Regions from separate parts of the Anser cygnoides genome. Here region 2 is linked to region 1. A link is a contact called in public Hi-C data. All regions are on one chromosome and are shown on one strand. Each heading gives the region's core, a stretch centred on a gene start, on an enhancer-like site or on the middle of the called end of the contact. The rest is flanking DNA. Distances are from core to core; before and after follow the strand shown. Region 1 has its middle 11 kb from the start of KCNE2. Region 2 holds the start of RCAN1 (regulator of calcineurin 1).

Region 1 (3,924 bases), core at 1,003-3,502:
CTCACATCATTATTGTGAATGAGGCATTACATGGCAAAACATTTGCTATTATATCATATGGATTCTGTAATTGTGATAGCTCCTGTGTATGCTTTTCCATCTGCTCTTCCCTTACCTCCAGTGCTGCTTTTCTTTAAAGGGCCTTTGATTATCAGCCAGTAACAACTTTTTAAAGTATCCCATAAAAGGTCCTTGTTTAGCAGCTGTAACACCAGGCTGCAGAACGTCAGTGGTAGGAAAGACAGAGATGGGTCATTTTTATTTATTTTTTTAACCTGGGATGCCTTTCATGCTAATTTGAGTGGAAATATGTATGCTCAAAACCAGGCAGGGAGTCTGTCCCTTGCGCCCTACTGATTCCCAGCTCTCCAGGACAATAAGCTGAAGATTGTCAGCTCTGAAAGAATCTGGAGCAGATGAGGAGGTGGCTAGCAGACAAATAAACACCCACTTGACTCCAGACTATTCACTCTAGTGTTTGTGGGAAGAAACTGCCAACTTTTATCTGAAATTTGCATTAGAAACCTTTTTCTGCTATTACAATAGCACTAACCACTTTAAAATGAAGATCTAGGAAACCACTTAGTTAGACAATACGTTGTCATCTTAAGACTCCTCTCCTCCAGTGTATAGATACCTCGGTGGCTGATACATTTAGTCCCATAGTTCACATGCTACTGCAGGTACTTAGTGAATTGTTGCACATGTCAGGGTACAAGCTCAGGTTAAGCCAGTATCGTGCTGCTTTGGGGCTGGAGGGTTGCAGTTAACACTGAGCTGGTAGCTAGCTCTGGTGGTGGAGGAGGAGTAATAGTAAAGGTAAATCTCTGCATGCACTGCAGGTGCATGAGGTATGGCCCTCCCTGCAGAATAGCATAAAACAGGAGTTTGATTCAACATTTTGCCCTGGACTGTGGAGCTACTCCTTATCCTAGAGATCTCATGGGATTGAGACCCAAGCCTGCCCTCTGCACTCTGCCTCCTGTGCCCTGGTGCCTTCCATGCTGCTGTGGGCAGGTTCATCCCCGTCCTACCAGCATGAGGCCTGTGGTCATCCCAATGAGAAGATGAGACCTCTGAATGATCTGGGTCAAGGTAAAACCAGGATATGGTATCAACATGAGATGGAAATTTTGTGAACACATTCTTAAGTTAACCGTAACAATCACACACTTACACACAGAACAAGGTATGCATGCTTCGGTAATGCAGGTCTGCAGATGTTCTTGGGCACTGTGAAAAATCTAATTTATTTTAAAAGTGAAGGAGTTTTTATGAAAATGGTTATTTCTTCTTTCTCCCATCTCAGGAAGGGTGAGTGAAACCCAGCAGTGGAAATGCTAAACTCAGCCTTCTCGAAGAAAGCAGTCTGAGGAAATGCATGCTATATAGGGTCAAAACTAAAAGAAAGCAGAACAAAAAAGCATTTCCATTATTTTGATGGGATAAATGCACATGCCATGCCACAATGATTTCAGCATATTTTCCTTGACACCATAGTCACAGTATTTTTGAAATCTAAAATGAAGCAACATTTCATGGCTCTCTATTGAAGCTTTTACTGTAGCCTTTGATGGAGATGCCAGAATATGGTTTCTAGAGCACTGGACATTAGCAAATCCAAGAGGGCAATTAATCAGGTGGAATCCAATTAAAAGATTGCTTTCCTGTTCTCCAGATAGGGTGCTACATGGACGCACAAAATTATCTGCTGAAATCCCTCAGGCAGTTCACCCAGAATAACCTTCTTTGGACCCACTCCAGCTTCTGGCGGAGGCTCAGCTTCAGGAAATTTTCTTTATCCAGAGCAGCGGAATGGGCTTAAAGTTAGACATGTATGTAAGAGCCACTTCCAACAAGGCTGCACTTAACTGCACCCGACTTACCTCCCTAAATTGAGATTAATGGCAAGGGAAAGGCTCCAGCTGATTTCAGAAAGCTGGAAAGAGGCTGCTGCCATTTCTGTAGCTGCTGCATAGCTCCTTCATCCCGGGAGCGCTCACAGAGCTGTGCAGTGCACGGTATGTCTGAAACCACACTTGCACAACTTCTCAAAAGTGTTGTCTGGGGACCAGGCCCCCTACCTAGGGGATGGCTGCTGGTGTTTGCATGGCTAGAGCTGTCCTGGGCATCCCTGCACCGGGCAGCCACAGAACACCTCCGACCGGAGGAGCTGCTGGGCCCATGCTGACTGAGCTTCTGCTGTAGGAAAGTTACTGGAGGGCCTGCTTGGGAGGAAAGGAGGCTCTTGATGATGGCTCCCATGGCAACCAGATAAGGCCTCACTGAGTAAGCATGTGCTGCTCCCACTGAGGGGAGAGCCCTAAATTGAAAGCAGATGAGTGAAGCAGGTGATAAAACAGATGAAACCAGTGCCATGGAGAGGCTGGGGAGCCACAGAGAGGATGTGGAGAAACTGGATGCTATGTATCTGGGTAGTGAGGTTACACAGGGCAGCTGTATGCTTGTTCTTACACCTAAGGCAGTGGTGATGTAGATTTGGGCCCAGAAGCCATCCTCGGGGCTCTGCCACCCCACAGAAACACAGAGTCACAGAACAGTTGGGGCTGGAAGGGACCTCTGGACGTCACCTGGCCCAATCTCCCTGCTCAAGCAAGGCCACCAGGATCAGGGAGCCCAGAACCATGTCCAGGCATCTCTTGGATATCTCCAAGGAGGGAAACTCCACAACCTCTCTGGGCAACTTGTGCCAGTGCTCGGTCACCTGCACAGCACGGAAGTGCTTCCCTGGTTCCAGTTCGTGCCCATTGCCTCATGTGCTGCCACTGGGCACCACGGAAAAGAGCCTGGCTCTGTCCTCTCTGCACCCTCCCTTCAGGTATTTGTATACATTGATGAGATCCCCCTGAACCTCCTCTTCTCCAGGCTGAGCAGTCCCAGCCATCTCAGCCTTTCCTCACAGGAAGGGTGCTCCAGTCCCTTCATCATTTCTGCGGCCCTTCACTGGTCTCTCTCTCCACCATGCCCATGTCCCTCTTCGGCTGAGAACCCCAGAACTGGACTCAGTACTCCAGGGGTACTTGGTATGAAGACGTGTGGCCCAGCACAAGGTGCTTGTGATGCCACATCCCCATGCCTGCCACCTTCCTGGCAGCCCTGCCTGCACCCCTAGACAGCCCAGGACACCCCTGCCCATCTGGTGGCTGTAACATGATGGTGCAGGCACCTCGCAGGGATGGTGCAGGCAACACTATGCAGTCAGTAGAAGTGCCTGGATGCCAGCACCATGCATACATGCACATGTGGTTTTCCTCTGCTTGCTGTGCTGGTGGTGAGGGTTTTTTTCTTGGAGTCGGAGCTGACGGTGGGCAGATTGTGCAGCCAGTTTGCATAGCTGGACTGCAGCCATATAAGCAAATGGGCCCAAGGTCAAGGAAGGCCGAGGAAACAAGAAACGTGCCTATGTGTGTGCAACATGCACCAGATTAAATAAGTAAGTGTTTCTTACCTCATGTGCTGACTCACTTGTTTTCCTTCCCTGTCACTGGACTTGCAACGATCGCTTCTCTTTACTTTTTAAGAGCTCTTGGGGTGATGCAGGCCTTGAGATATGTTTTGATCTCAGTGACCTCTATGGACTGTTGTAAAAGAGAGATTTTCCTGCAAAAATAAATGTCAGTTTAATGTACTCTGACAGTGGAGTTAGGCTCATGAGATGATACCATTGCATGGGATTATGTAGGGTGCTCACTGTTTTTCTATTTCAGTAAAATCTCTTGGCTTGGCCTTTGCTTCCCTTTTCATTACCACTATGTAAGCAGTATCAACTGGTTCCATGATCACAGAGCTTTATTAAGGTCCCATGTATAACCAATGAGCGTCTCTACTAGGTTATATCCAGGCCAACAGGTTCAGAAAAATAAACAACATTTTTTTAATATGCAAAGGTGGAGTTCAAATAAA
Region 2 (3,924 bases), core at 482-2,981, 130 kb after region 1:
AAAGTGAGAACTGTTCTTTAATCTATTAGAAGTCTGCGTACACCTACTAAGTACCTCAACATTCTTTATAAAACTTCAAGAAAGATTTCTCTTCCCTGCTGGACACAAACACTATATTTATTGAGGTTCAAAATAAAATTAAATTCCTAAGGCGGAGAAGAATTAAGAACAACAGCTATGCTGCAGTAACTGTGCATATTGTCATCCCTGTTTAAGGCGAGACAGTTTACACCAAGATGATTAATTAAAACAATAGGAAATAAATTTGAGATTAATCTGCATTCCTACCTGCTGTGACTCTTGGCAAGAAAAAATAAGTAGAAAGAATAAGGAGGAAAAAAAAAAGACTGCCATTTCAGTGATGCATAAGACTTTGCTCTGATCTAAGCTTAGTGTCTGGAGACAGAGTCTTTGGAATTAAAACAGAAAGACGGAAAAATGGTTTAAGTGTTTAGACACGTCCTGATCCTTCATGTAATTATGCATTTACGTTGTCATATCTGTGTTTTCAAAATACACCCTTTAAGGTTATAGAATTCACCTAAGAAAAGTACTATTACCACCAGCAACTGAAGATACTAGAAGTCATATTTTCTTAAGCACATTTGGAGTGAACTTGAATTAAAGAGGATAAATCCCTGTGAAGGTGCCATTCCTTTCCTAGCAGCAGGTGCCCTGAGTGATACAGGATTACGCTGCTGTTAAGTTTTCGATAATAATTTTAGAAAGTAATAGAGATGATGCAGCTACATTGTACTCCAACCTCCAGTTCATTTTTAATGCATTGCAACTGTTAGTAGCCTTGAGCTGTTGGACCTCTGCTATATCTACTCTGTTTTTCACAGAGACAGCCAATTGTTGTAATAGGATTTTAAACCAGTACATTTGTTGCCTTATTTTTCAAGTCGGTTTCATTTTGATCTTTTTTAAGAAATGAACATCTCCTTCAGTATCAAGGGCACCAGAAAATAAGAGCTTGATGGAAAAAAGGGGTGTAAAAATAAAGAGAAATGCTGGCTTCACTGATTCTTTAATTCTGGTCAGTGGTGTGACAGGTAAGAGGAGGTAAGCTCGACTTGAATCCAACTTCCATCAGGAAAGCCACGGACGAGGTGAGAAGCAATCCTGAAGCGTTTATATCTATTTATTAGACCTGGATCTGTCAGGCAGCTTACAACAGCCTTCTGACACCTGCTGTTACCCTGCCCTGCTCTGGCAGAGCGGCGTGCAGCCCTCTCTGCTGGCTTTTTAAACAAAGCCGGGCGCTGCAGACCCACTCGCGATGCCCAGCAGCTCCCTTTGCCTGCTCGCAGGGCAGCCCCACGCCTCAGAGGCTGCCTGTCGCCCCACCAAGCGCCTCGGGCTGCCTTCACGAACCCTCCCTCCCCGCTCCCCCCCCCGCCCCGAGGCGGCGGCGGCGCGGCCCTCACCCGGCACGGCCCCTCCTGGAAGACGCGCGGGTCGAGGTTGCAGGCGATGGTGGCGGTGGGCAGGTCCGCCAGCGCCTCCGCCTCCATCGCGCCGTCCACCAAGCTCCAGGCCGCCTCGGCCGGCAGCGCCTCCTCTTCCTCCTCCTCCTCTTCGTCTTCTTCCCGGGGCGACGGCTCCGCCGGGCCCCTCCCGCCGCCGCCGCCGCTCTCCATGGCCGGCGGTGAGCGGAGCCCCCGCGGGGCGGAGCCCGGCTGAGGCGGCGGCCGTTGGTCCCCCCCCCGCGGCCGTTTAACCGTCGCCTTCCTGCCCCCCCCCGCGCGCAAGCCTATAGGCGCCGGGCGCCGCCGCAACAGGTGGCCCGCGGGAGCGCGGCGCTGCTCGCCGCCATCTTGAGTGAGGGCAGCGCCGCCCTGAGGGGCGTTAAATGTGAATAAAAAGGGGTGTCGGTCAGCCACCACCGAGTGCCTCGTGTTTCTCTTGCTTGTCCCCAGAGCTACCTGACCAGCCCTTGATGTCCTGCAAAGGGTTTCATTGTGTTCCAGAGCCGAGGGGGAAAAAAAAAACACTTGTAGCGCTATTGGGAGAGTTGTGTGGTGTCGTGTCGTTTCCTCCTTACCTTGGACCTGAAGGAGGCGTATTCTTAAAGCCTTTCTTTTTTTCCTAGTGACAAAAGTCTGTAAGGGACAGCTGCACCTTTCTTAGCTAAGCTCAAGGAGCTGCTCGTGTCAGACACTGCAGATGCCAAAAGCTTACCTGATGTGCTGAGCTGCTTAGTCCAACGTAACTGACCTAGACAAACACTTTTCTTACATACCCCAAAATATGTTGCTATATACATGTATAAGACCTAAAAGTGAACTTCAGATGACAGTTTTTTCTTTCTTTTTAGAAAGTTACCGTGATATTCACATATCGACCTCAAACATCCTATCCTAGTAGAAGTGTAGTGCAGAATAGTTAAAGGTAGTAAGGAGTGAAAAGCTGTTGGATGATAGCAGGCAAAATATTAACCCAATATTCGACTTCCATGGGGGTGTGTAAGAAAGCAGGTCTGAAAGTGGAAAGTGCAATCCCTCCAAAAGCTGTTTTCTCACTAAGACCAAAAGAGGGCTACCACAAGAACACCACTTTTAGCAAGCTGAGGGGCTAATCCTATTCTCATTTTCAATTTCCAAGAAACTTCTCATAGACATGAGTGAGGAGGCAACTGTCATTTACATTACAGCTCAAACTCCCAGGACTTAGAAAGCAGTGTCATCACACATAGTGATCTTGTCATCAGGTGTCATCTATCCAGAGGCTCAGAAAAAAAAAGTTTCAATTCAGAATGTCTAGTATTCTAGATTGCAATTTTAACTATATTTTTGTACATAACATATGTTAGTGTGCACTTGTAAAAAAAAATTACCGTGCCACACACAGGACTGGATTTTGTAACCAGGCTATAAACATATTAATGCAGGCTACAATGGGTCACTTGTTGAGCAACATTAATAAATGATTTAAAATATGGTATGGCAAATATTTTTAATGATGTTCAAAGTAACATACTTTTACTGATCTTTTCTTCCAAAATACAGCAATATTTTGGTGGTGTAAAGAACATCCGAAGAAACAATTTTGAGGGTTGAAAATTACGTGCTACCTACTGATGTGCATTGTGCAAAGTTTACAGCAGAGACAACAACCTCACTACTTGAGATAACCACTGTTATCTTTAGTTAGCATTGCTGACCTTTTTTTTTCCCCAACAGATCAAAGACTTTAAAATGATGAAATACTGGTCTCAGTCAATTTTAATGAGATCTTGCAGGATACAACAAGGCAAAAAATGCCAGGCAAAGAGATAATCATTTGCCTTCTCCTTCCCTCCTACAATTTTTTTCAGACATTATAATCTGTCTGTTGTAATCCATTCAAGCCTTTCTCAGAGAGAGACACATCTTACATACAGCGTATTTTTGTGACTGATTGCTCTAAGTGATGTAAGTCTGTATATTTTCACACCATTTTTCACAAAAATTCAAACAAATGGTATCTTATAAAAAAGGTCAGGTATATGAACTTGCTGAAACTTTTTAGAGCTAACATTTCAATCTCTAGATAAGCTAATATTTTAAATCTTATTCTATGCTCTCAGATTTGCTTCCTGATGTGAGTGGTGATAGCTTCTCAAAGGAGCAAGTATCTGTACTCTCTGTTTCAAGAGTCCTAGCCCTCTACAGAAACCTCACCTGAGGAACCCGAACAAAAATCTTCTGTTACGAGTATTTAAAAGCTCTCACATGAGAAGCAAAACCTGCCAGCAACAAATTCCCGTGATTGTAGTCTGCCATGTTACTGTTATGAAAGCCATTCAAAAATAATAATCTGGCCACTACTGGTCTAATGGCATAAGCCACCCCCAGCTGGTAATTGCAACCAGGTGTCAATTTGTGGATGAAAATAAGTCATTAATTATATTTGTATCATAAGAACACCTGAAGCTCAACC

The links. Hi-C and Micro-C count contacts between places; a contact is called where the count stands out from the background.
Region 2: a Hi-C map of liver shows a contact between it and region 1, with 1.9 times the contacts expected there. The contact joins the promoter of RCAN1 here to the enhancer-like site in region 1. A contact is called at or near these places in 2 of 7 Hi-C or Micro-C datasets (granulosa cells and liver).

The regions. Positions count from the first base shown.
Region 1 is chr1:113,893,224-113,897,147 of Taihu_goose_T2T_genome, forward strand. No RefSeq gene overlaps it. Among named protein-coding and RNA genes, the nearest start is that of KCNE2, 11 kb to the right of the region's middle. Within about 2 kb of position 2,253, at least 1 of the 3 cell types and tissues checked has open chromatin away from gene starts, as enhancers often do.
Region 2 is chr1:114,022,800-114,026,723 of Taihu_goose_T2T_genome, forward strand. It overlaps RCAN1 (regulator of calcineurin 1), which reads right to left and starts at 1,732. Exons shown (of 4, transcript XM_048071478.2): 1 at 1,431-1,732. The coding sequence starts at 1,643. LOC106043442 (a long non-coding RNA gene) reads left to right here. Exons shown (of 3, transcript XR_001211680.3): 3 at 932-1,325.